3 separate regions of the Gossypium hirsutum genome follow, and regions 2 and 3 are each linked to region 1. A link is a contact called in public Hi-C data. All regions are on one chromosome and are shown on one strand. The core of a region is the stretch at or near the end of the contact, and the rest is flanking DNA. Distances in the headings are between cores, read along the strand shown.

What was found. Hi-C and Micro-C count contacts between places; a contact is called where the count stands out from the background.
Region 2: a contact with region 1 is called in a Hi-C map of leaf, with 3 times the contacts expected there. The contact joins two enhancer-like sites. A contact is called at or near these places in 2 of 34 Hi-C or Micro-C datasets (both in leaf).
Region 3: a Hi-C map of leaf shows a contact between it and region 1, with 2.6 times the contacts expected there. The contact joins the promoter of LOC107955712 here to the enhancer-like site in region 1. A contact is called at or near these places in 11 of 34 Hi-C or Micro-C datasets (callus, hypocotyl, leaf and 2 more).

What each region holds. Positions count from the first base shown.
Region 1 is chrA05:47,595,412-47,598,196 of Gossypium_hirsutum_v2.1, reverse strand. It overlaps the pseudogene LOC107960515. Among protein-coding and RNA genes, the nearest start is that of LOC107957210, 26 kb to the right of the region's middle. Within about 2 kb of position 1,391, at least 2 of the 9 cell types and tissues checked have an H3K27ac peak or open chromatin away from gene starts, as enhancers often do. A contact at or near this core is called in leaf, where this site is marked.
Region 2 is chrA05:47,391,688-47,394,472 of Gossypium_hirsutum_v2.1, reverse strand. No RefSeq gene overlaps it. Among protein-coding and RNA genes, the nearest start is that of LOC121230039, 27 kb to the right of the region's middle. Within about 2 kb of position 1,347, at least 1 of the 9 cell types and tissues checked has an H3K27ac peak or open chromatin away from gene starts, as enhancers often do. A contact at or near this core is called in leaf, where this site is marked.
Region 3 is chrA05:47,794,153-47,796,937 of Gossypium_hirsutum_v2.1, reverse strand. LOC107955712 (importin-4) reads left to right here and starts at 1,370. Exons shown (of 21, transcript XM_016891511.2): 1 at 1,370-1,818; 2 at 1,914-2,046; 3 at 2,734-2,785. The coding sequence starts at 1,544. It overlaps LOC121229171 (a long non-coding RNA gene), which reads right to left and starts at 1,089. Exons shown (of 2, transcript XR_005926817.1): 1 at 797-1,089.

The DNA of each region.
Region 1 (2,785 bases), core at 142-2,641:
TAGTTTGATTTGCTACCACAAACCTAAATGACTTATCACTTAGTTAAATCCTTAGACTCATGTCATTTTACCATTAACATAGCAATAGTTGTCAAAAAACTCACATGAGGCATTTCAGAAGCTGATCAGCTCTGTGCTTCTCATTAGCTCCTTCACACATCAATACTAGCTCCTTGAACTTTGAAAGAACACTCTCATATATTATGCCCTTCTTCCCAGATATAGCAGCACTGAAGTTCGCGTGTATTGGGTACTGAAGTTCAGACATTGCCTAGCAAGAGGTACAAACCTTGTTAAAAGAAAGCTCTACATACAATTTAAGATATAATAAGGTATAAAATAGAACATCAATAATGCTAACAATAGAAGACATAAAAAGTTAGCATCATAAAGTAGAACAAAAACCGATGTTTATTAAGAAGAGAGAAAATTTATACATGTAAATGAAAATCTTTTTGCTTTTCCTACTACGATGGAAAGATAGTTGGCTACTGAGAAAATGGCATATCTTCTATGATCTTTTCAACTTTTCTAGTAAGGTTTGCAGAGGGTGAAGAGATATAATTTGCCATCTGACTTTTCTGCAACAAGCCAACTCATTTCATTGTAATTAATTTAACAATAAATATTCCTCACTGTCATTCCTCATCTTTAAGTTAATGTGTAGGCAACGTATGAACCAGAGCAAACAAGAGATTTGTGAACTGTACTCCATAAATTTAAAAAAAAATGTCATCAGAAGTTGTGTACATACAATTAACCTTCAAAAAAACATAATTTTCAATTTAAATATCCATGCGTAGAACCTGTTTTAGACCATCAAGGTTTCATGGGGTAATGCCAAAGATAGGAGGATTGAGGAAGAGATTTCATTTATCCATATCGATCAACTCAGTGGAAAGAACATAGCTTTAATGAAAATTTTACCTAGGCAATCACAAAATCATAATTTCCCTTGAATCGATGCCGCAGTTCAACCTCTGGTTTATTCAAAAGTTCCTCTGTACAACCATTGCTAATTCCTGATACAATAGCTATCAAAGTTGTATCAAAGTTGATAAAATCATCGTCATGGGAAAAATCCTCCATCTTAGTAAATTCCACCTTTTTCATTTGTGAAAGAAGAGCAGAAAAAGAATTGCTAGAGCCTAAGTTAGGATTCACGTTCTCTCCTGCTTTTATTAATATACTTTTATTAATAAATATAATTAACTAGACATTTCATGCAATAAAAATTAGTATATAGAAAAAAAATGCTTAATAAGCAGCGGCAATGATTCCAAAGGGTTCAAAACCATAATAAAAATGGTATCAAATGGACTTCACTGTTGGGCTAAAAAACGACCCCGGATGGGCTTTTGAAATTGGGCTACAACTAAACCATAAAATGGGCTAAATTTGACCTTAGATTATATTGATATTGGGACTGACTTTAGATATTGTATTTGGACTCTCCAATTGGACCGAAAACTGGCTTTTAAATGGACTTATTTTAGACTATTTAGCTAAACATAAAACCCTTAATGGACTCTCTAATTGGGGTTCTTTAACCAAATTTTCATTTCAAAAAGTCTAATTTATTTTAAATTAATTTCTAGTTATTTCTTTTCTTTCCAAAAGCATTTAAAGCCTAAATATCTTTATATTGAGTTTTCATTAAAATTTAAGACTAATAAAAATTGAAATTGTTGGAGTGTTTTTGAGTATATGTCCTTTTCAAAAATGTTAAATTGTGTGTTTATATGATATAATTACTATTTATGAACATGACGTCATAGGTAGGTCCCCATGCATGTCAACACATACCCTACTCTAGGTTTAAGATGTGTTTTCTTGATAGCGGTTTGCCTATATGGTGGTACAAACCCACATCGTGCGGTCTCATAGAGTATGTGAACACCCGACATGCGGACGCAAAGTACAAACCACGAAGAGTATGGGTCAGGACCCAATTGAGGAACCAGGTAGTAGGTCGGCACTAGCAAGTATCATAACAATTTGTCCCCCACCTAGTTCAAAGAAGAGTTACAAAGTGACTCTTCGGAGAACTTGACTTCACTTGGCGAGAGATTGTTGAAGAATGAGTTTATCGAGTACGTTTTTACTTTAAATGTCACATACACTTCACCACGTGTTGGGGAGTGGTAAAGTTGTATACAACTGATTGTGCAATTATTCTCGGATACATGAATCGTTAAAGTGCAAAACTATTTTAAAAGAAGGTTACCTGAACCTAAAAATCTAACCATTTGAACTTGAAATTTTAAGAAGGATTGCTTTCGATAAGAATAATCGCGTTTCAGAGTAAAATTCTTGAAATTTCCCACTTGCTTTTGTAGGTTTTCTAAGTTTATTCGGGAACAATGGTTAGGGCGAGAGGAAGTGGTCGTATTATTCAAGGTGTCTCTTCACAATGCCGTGAAGTAAATGCTCCAGTGGAGGCAAAAGCTTATGTTTGTACCACCAAAGAGGAAGAAATGAGCTGTGTTTTGGTTGCCCGGGGAATTCAAATACCCAATTTTGCCTACGATTTCTCAATCATTGAAGGGTCAAACCGATTAAGTGACACCATCGACAGGAGTTTTCTACTTTCATTCCACATGTTAGAAACAGGTTTTCATCTACCACTCCACCCCTTCTTCGTACATCTTCTCGATGAATACAGGATAGCCCCAGGACAATTATCTAGTTTTTCATGGTGGGTCACAATAGCCTATTTAATTGAATGTAGTCAGAGGGAGGAAATGCCATTGATCTTCATTTTCTAATTTTTTTATCAATAAAG
Region 2 (2,785 bases), core at 98-2,597, 200 kb after region 1:
GGTCTCGAGACATGAGTGCTATTATCTCGAGAAAAGGACCCCTTGACAAGAAGCATCGAAGCTAGGGGTTTGAAATAGAGGAAGCTGGTCCTAAGAGATGGACAACATGTCTCAAGACATTTAGATGAATTTTGATAAATTGAGTTTGGATACGAGTCCTGATTCCATTTTTGACCCTAAGAAACCCTTTGACGTGTTAAACAAAGTCGAATAACATCTAAAATGTATATATATGAATATGAATGAAGATTATTTTGGAATATATGATAATTACATGGTAAACATTTTGAAATTGCATCGAGTTAATCAAAGTTTCTTTGGCAACGAAATGTGACCTCTCACACTAGGATCTAGTGATCGGGTTGAGTGTGGGATGTCACAAATTATCAATAATAACTTAAAAGTAATCTTGTAAAAATATATCTCCAATAGCTTTAGGTTCTTCTTGTGATAAGAATAGAATCCATCCTTTTTTAAACTTCTTCATTTCTCTTCAAGAAATTTATCCACAGGATAATATTATACTCCATCGTATCTATTCCCTTTTACAAACGACATTACCTACATTTTTTGGATAATTAACTTAATAGTACACTTTATGAAATAATTACATAAATTATATAAGTAAAAAGTGCCAACAAAAATATAAACACTTATTCTTGTTCTAACTACTGTTCAAATAGGCAGTGGATCAATTATATGAAACAGACAATCAAAATTACTAACAAAATCCATCTTTTGGATAGAGAATCAAACCCCTTGTGTTGTCTAGGCCTTCATGCTAAAATTTAGGTTTCATGAACTTGGGATTTAAACAAGTTAGTTTATTGAGTAATTTTTAAAATATGACATTGAGTGAGTTGATGTTTGAATTGTAGTATATGTGCAAATATTTCATTTATTCCAAAACTATAATTAAGAAATCGCAATAAAGAAAATATATAGCTGCAAATATTCCTTTGGTCTCGGATATTCAAACAAGTAAAACGTGCATGGAATTTTAGAGAATGGAGGTTCTCTAACCTTAATGCTTGTTAATGTCGGAAAAGAACATGTCGGAGTCCATGAATTATTGTAAACTTAGACAGAACGAGTAGCTAAGTTGTCATCAATGGATTTTGATGGAAACCAAACAGGAACTTTTCTTGTAGCCTATCCACAACTTGTGGTATATTGTGGGGGACTTAAAGTCTTAATCAAGTTGAGTTTCCAAGAAAATATCCTTTCATGGAGTTTTTTAAACTTTCTTACAAGTTGCAACTTTTAATGTCCACACCATTTGCATATTTCTTAATCAAGTTGAATACGGCCTTCCGTATTACATATGACATACAATGATAAATGGGGTTAGACCCAAATTTATAGTAGACAAGGAGCATCAAGTAAACTAGGTCGAGTCCAATGCACCCCTAATCATCCATCAACGGACCCGTGGGCTAGCCGGGCAGTTTTCCTTTCTTAATTATTTGGGCTTAGCTCCTCCTCCTTCCCCCCGGAATGAAGATCTTAACTTTTCTTTTTGAGAAAAATTAAAGAAACGATAGAAAGAAGAAAGAGATGTTGGGAGGTAGGTGTCCACAAATAACTTAGGTTGATATTAGGTCTTTAGTTGTTATTTAATTTCCGTTTTAAAACTTACACAATTTTATCCCTTTTCTCTTATAAAAAGTAATATTGGGATCTGTCTCTGCACTAGGATGGATCGTAATTGAATTCTTTTTCTTTATTAAAAGCCTAAAATGGGGTCTAACACTTATTTATATAAAGATTAAAAATTTCAAAATGATTATATAAGAGATTAGCATTTATAAAAATGTTAAAATAAATGTTAAAATTTCTAAAATGGTCAAATAATGGTCAAACTTTTTTTAAAATACTCAAATGACCAAACTTTTTTTGAAAATGCTTAAATAAGAGTTTCTCAAATTTCATATATCAAGTTTTAAATTTTGTGTTATTCTTCTTTTCTTTTCAAGCAATAACTTATTCAATTGTCATATGTTTTATGCTAAACACATCAACATCCACCTAATTTTAACGACAAACTATACTAAAATGAATGAGAAACCTTTATTCAAACACTTTTGTAAGTTTAAGCCATAACCATGTTAAAAAGTTTAATTCTTATATGAACAATCCTTAAAATGTTAGGCTATAATATATATATATATATTTACCTAAGCTTAAATCAAAATCAAGTCTTCACAAATTTAAAAATATTTTGTCTAAAACCTAATTTGTATGAACTATAAAATTAAATAACCCGACTCTTAAATTGGTATAGCCGGAACCAAAGCAATAGCCAATATGAGTTTAGTCATCACTTCCCACCGTATTCACTTAAACATAAAATCAAACTTCACGCATATATGTCCATGGAAAATATATATAGATGAATAAATAGATTGATAAGGAAAGGAAATAGAATAAGAAGGCAGTTGATTCATAAACTCAATCTGATGAATTTTCTTGTTTTATATATTTATGTATCAAAAAGAATGAAAGAATTGTTGCTAAAGCAGCACTGATGGCTAGAAAGTGATTAAATCGGGAATTTCATAATGATCAAAGGGTATAAGATTTAGATCTTTACCTGCGGTTTCTTCAGCAACGGTGTTGATGCTTTTAATTCCATTGACGTTTAAATTGTCATAAAAAACCACCCACTTGTCTGTTATTATTGTCTCCAATCCTGATACCTTCGTCTTATCTATTTGTCCAACAATGGCATCAATAAAGTTTTCTTTTGTCAAATCTTTTGCCATTTATCGTTTTCCACGAAACC
Region 3 (2,785 bases), core at 121-2,620, 200 kb before region 1:
TTTTTTGTTTTGAGCAATTTAATTTTTTCTTTTATGTTCTTTTAGTTTTCCTTTTTTTTTCTTTATTTTCCATTCTTTTCTACTTGTTACCTAAAATTTTTGAAGGTTGGAGAAGAAAGTGGTGGTGTCACAAGGGCACTATTAGAGATTCCGAGAGGAGGAAGAGACGAAGGAATGGTGCTTCGAAAGAACGGAATGAGACTAGACGAATTATTTGCAGCAGCCCTAGTGGGAATGGGGAAGGAAATGGAGGAAGGACTGACTTGACATGAAGGAATTGTACTTGGAAATGCAGAAGATAAAGGACTAGGATTTTGGGAAGAATATGGGGTAATTTTAGCTAAATTGATTGCTATATCAATCGGAGGTGGCTTACATCCCTAAACAACAAATCCAATGAAAAACCAAAACTAATCAACACATTAATGCTCAAGAGGATTATACAGGAAAAACAAAAGCTGATCAAGAAAATTTGTTCACAGTCCAATTAATAAAGTTTCAGTTCCAACAGTTATTGTCTTTAAGTGGGAACTATTGTTTTCATGTATGACTTTCTGTTGATTTTTCCAATATTCCAAGCGATCAAACAGAAGCCAAACCAAACAGAAATAAAGCAAATCAAGTAAAAAAAACCCAGAAAGCATAACCAAACTAATTAAAATTGGTATGGGAACCAGATCCAACTAAATTACAACTAAAACAAAATGAGTAGAGAAGGAAAAGAGTTGCATTTTGTTTGAACAAATCTACCCTTTTGTGAGTAGTGAAAAGAAGAAGAGAAGGGTAAATTAGGTACCTTTCGATAAGTGGTGCCATCATTTTCAACAACCCAACCAGCCTCAACACAAAGAGCTTTGAGGACCTCATTGTTATCACAGTGCTTGGGTAGATTATAATTTCATTGAGCTCTCAGCCCAGTATATATCTTAGCAGCGATAGCTCTTCTACTCCTCTCCCTTCTCATGTTGTTTTCTCTCTCCCTCTATGACGGCTTCCTCCTTTGTGCTGGTGCCGGCATTGACCTATCAGCTTATTGGTGTCCACTTTCTCTAGAAGTAGAAGTGAATAAAAAATAAAGAAAAAATAATATAAAAGAAGAAAAATTAAATTACTTAAAACGAAAAATATAAGGATCAATTATATATTTTAACCTAATATTTTCATTTGAGATAATGATTTAACAAAAATTAATAATTCAATGACTAAAATGTTACAATACGATAATATAAGTGATTAAAACGTAACATTTCAAATATAAATGACTAAATTATAACCTGAGTCAAACAAAAATGACTATTTTAACAATTTACCCAAAAAATTTAAATACATTATATTCAATGTATTTAAATACGTAATAGAAAATCTGAATGACATTCCCTCGTTTTAAAGACCCAAAAACAGCTCAGCCCATCAAAGGATATAAACTTAGAAGGGAAGCAAAAACACTTCACCATATTCAGCAGGAGCCTCCGCAGTAGGGTTTACTACCATTTCCCTCTCTACCATCTCCAATTCCTCCAACTCAAACTCAAGCGAGACAACGATGGCACAATCCCTAGAACTGTTGTTGATTCAATTCTTAATGCCAGACAACGATGCAAGGAGGCAAGCGGAGGATCAAATTAAGCGGCTGGCGAAGGATCCGCAAGTCGTTCCGGCTCTCGTTCAGCACCTTCGCACTGCCAAGACTCCCAACGTCCGTCAACTCGCCGCAGTTCTCCTAAGGAAGAAGATCACTGGACACTGGGCTAAGCTCGCTCCTCAGGTTAAGCAACTTGTCAAGCAGTCCCTCATTGAAAGCATCACAATGGAACATAGGTTTATTATTGGAATTTACTTTTTTATTAGTTCTTTATTGCTTTTGATCTCCAATTGGAATTGAATTCGATTTTCGGTGGCTTGATTTTTGACAGTCCACCAGTGAGGCGAGCCAGCGCGAACGTAGTGAGTATAGTTGCGAAATACGCTGTTCCGGCTGGAGAATGGCCTGATCTGCTGCCGTTTCTGTTTCAGTGTAGTCAAAGTCCACAGGAAGATCATAGAGAAGTAATATTTTGATTTATGTTTTCGGGAAAGTTGACTCTGTTGCATTGCTAAAAAATTCACTATTAAGTAGGATCAAGAAATCCATGAATTTTGGAAGTAATCAAGAAAGTCTTATATTTATGTGTTCAATTATGCAATTTATGCCAAAATTGATATCTGAAGCGCTTCTTTACCAAATGCAATCTAGCCAAGAAATAGTAGTTAGTACAAGCTTATAGTAAATGATGTTATTTGCTCATCATACTTATCAGTAGAAAAAGAGTTAAAATGCATATTTTATGCACAATAATAGAAATATCAATTTGCTGCATTTCATAAAAGTGTAACAAAGTAGTTAGCATGAAGGGTTCTTTGACTGGTATAATGCATGTTATCTTAAGTTTAAGTTTAAATTGAATGACAGATTTTTTGGTGCTCTGATAGGCCAAGAAAACTTCTTGTGACATGAAGCCATTTGTAGGATCTTCATCTAGTTTATCATGACATATTAACTTCCCTTAATGGACATCTGTGCTTGCATGCTGTTGTAGTCAATCATGTCTTCCTATTTGTGTCATTTTGGCCTGAAACTGGACCTTGCAAGGTATCAGCTTTCTTTAGATAGCAGCTCTCATTTCTCGTGTCCAGTTCATGCCATTTCCATTTTATGGACTAACAAATGTATCTGTCTGCTTCTGGTGATATAAGGTGGCTTTGATACTTTTCAGCTCTTTGACTGAAACAATTGGGAGCACCTTTA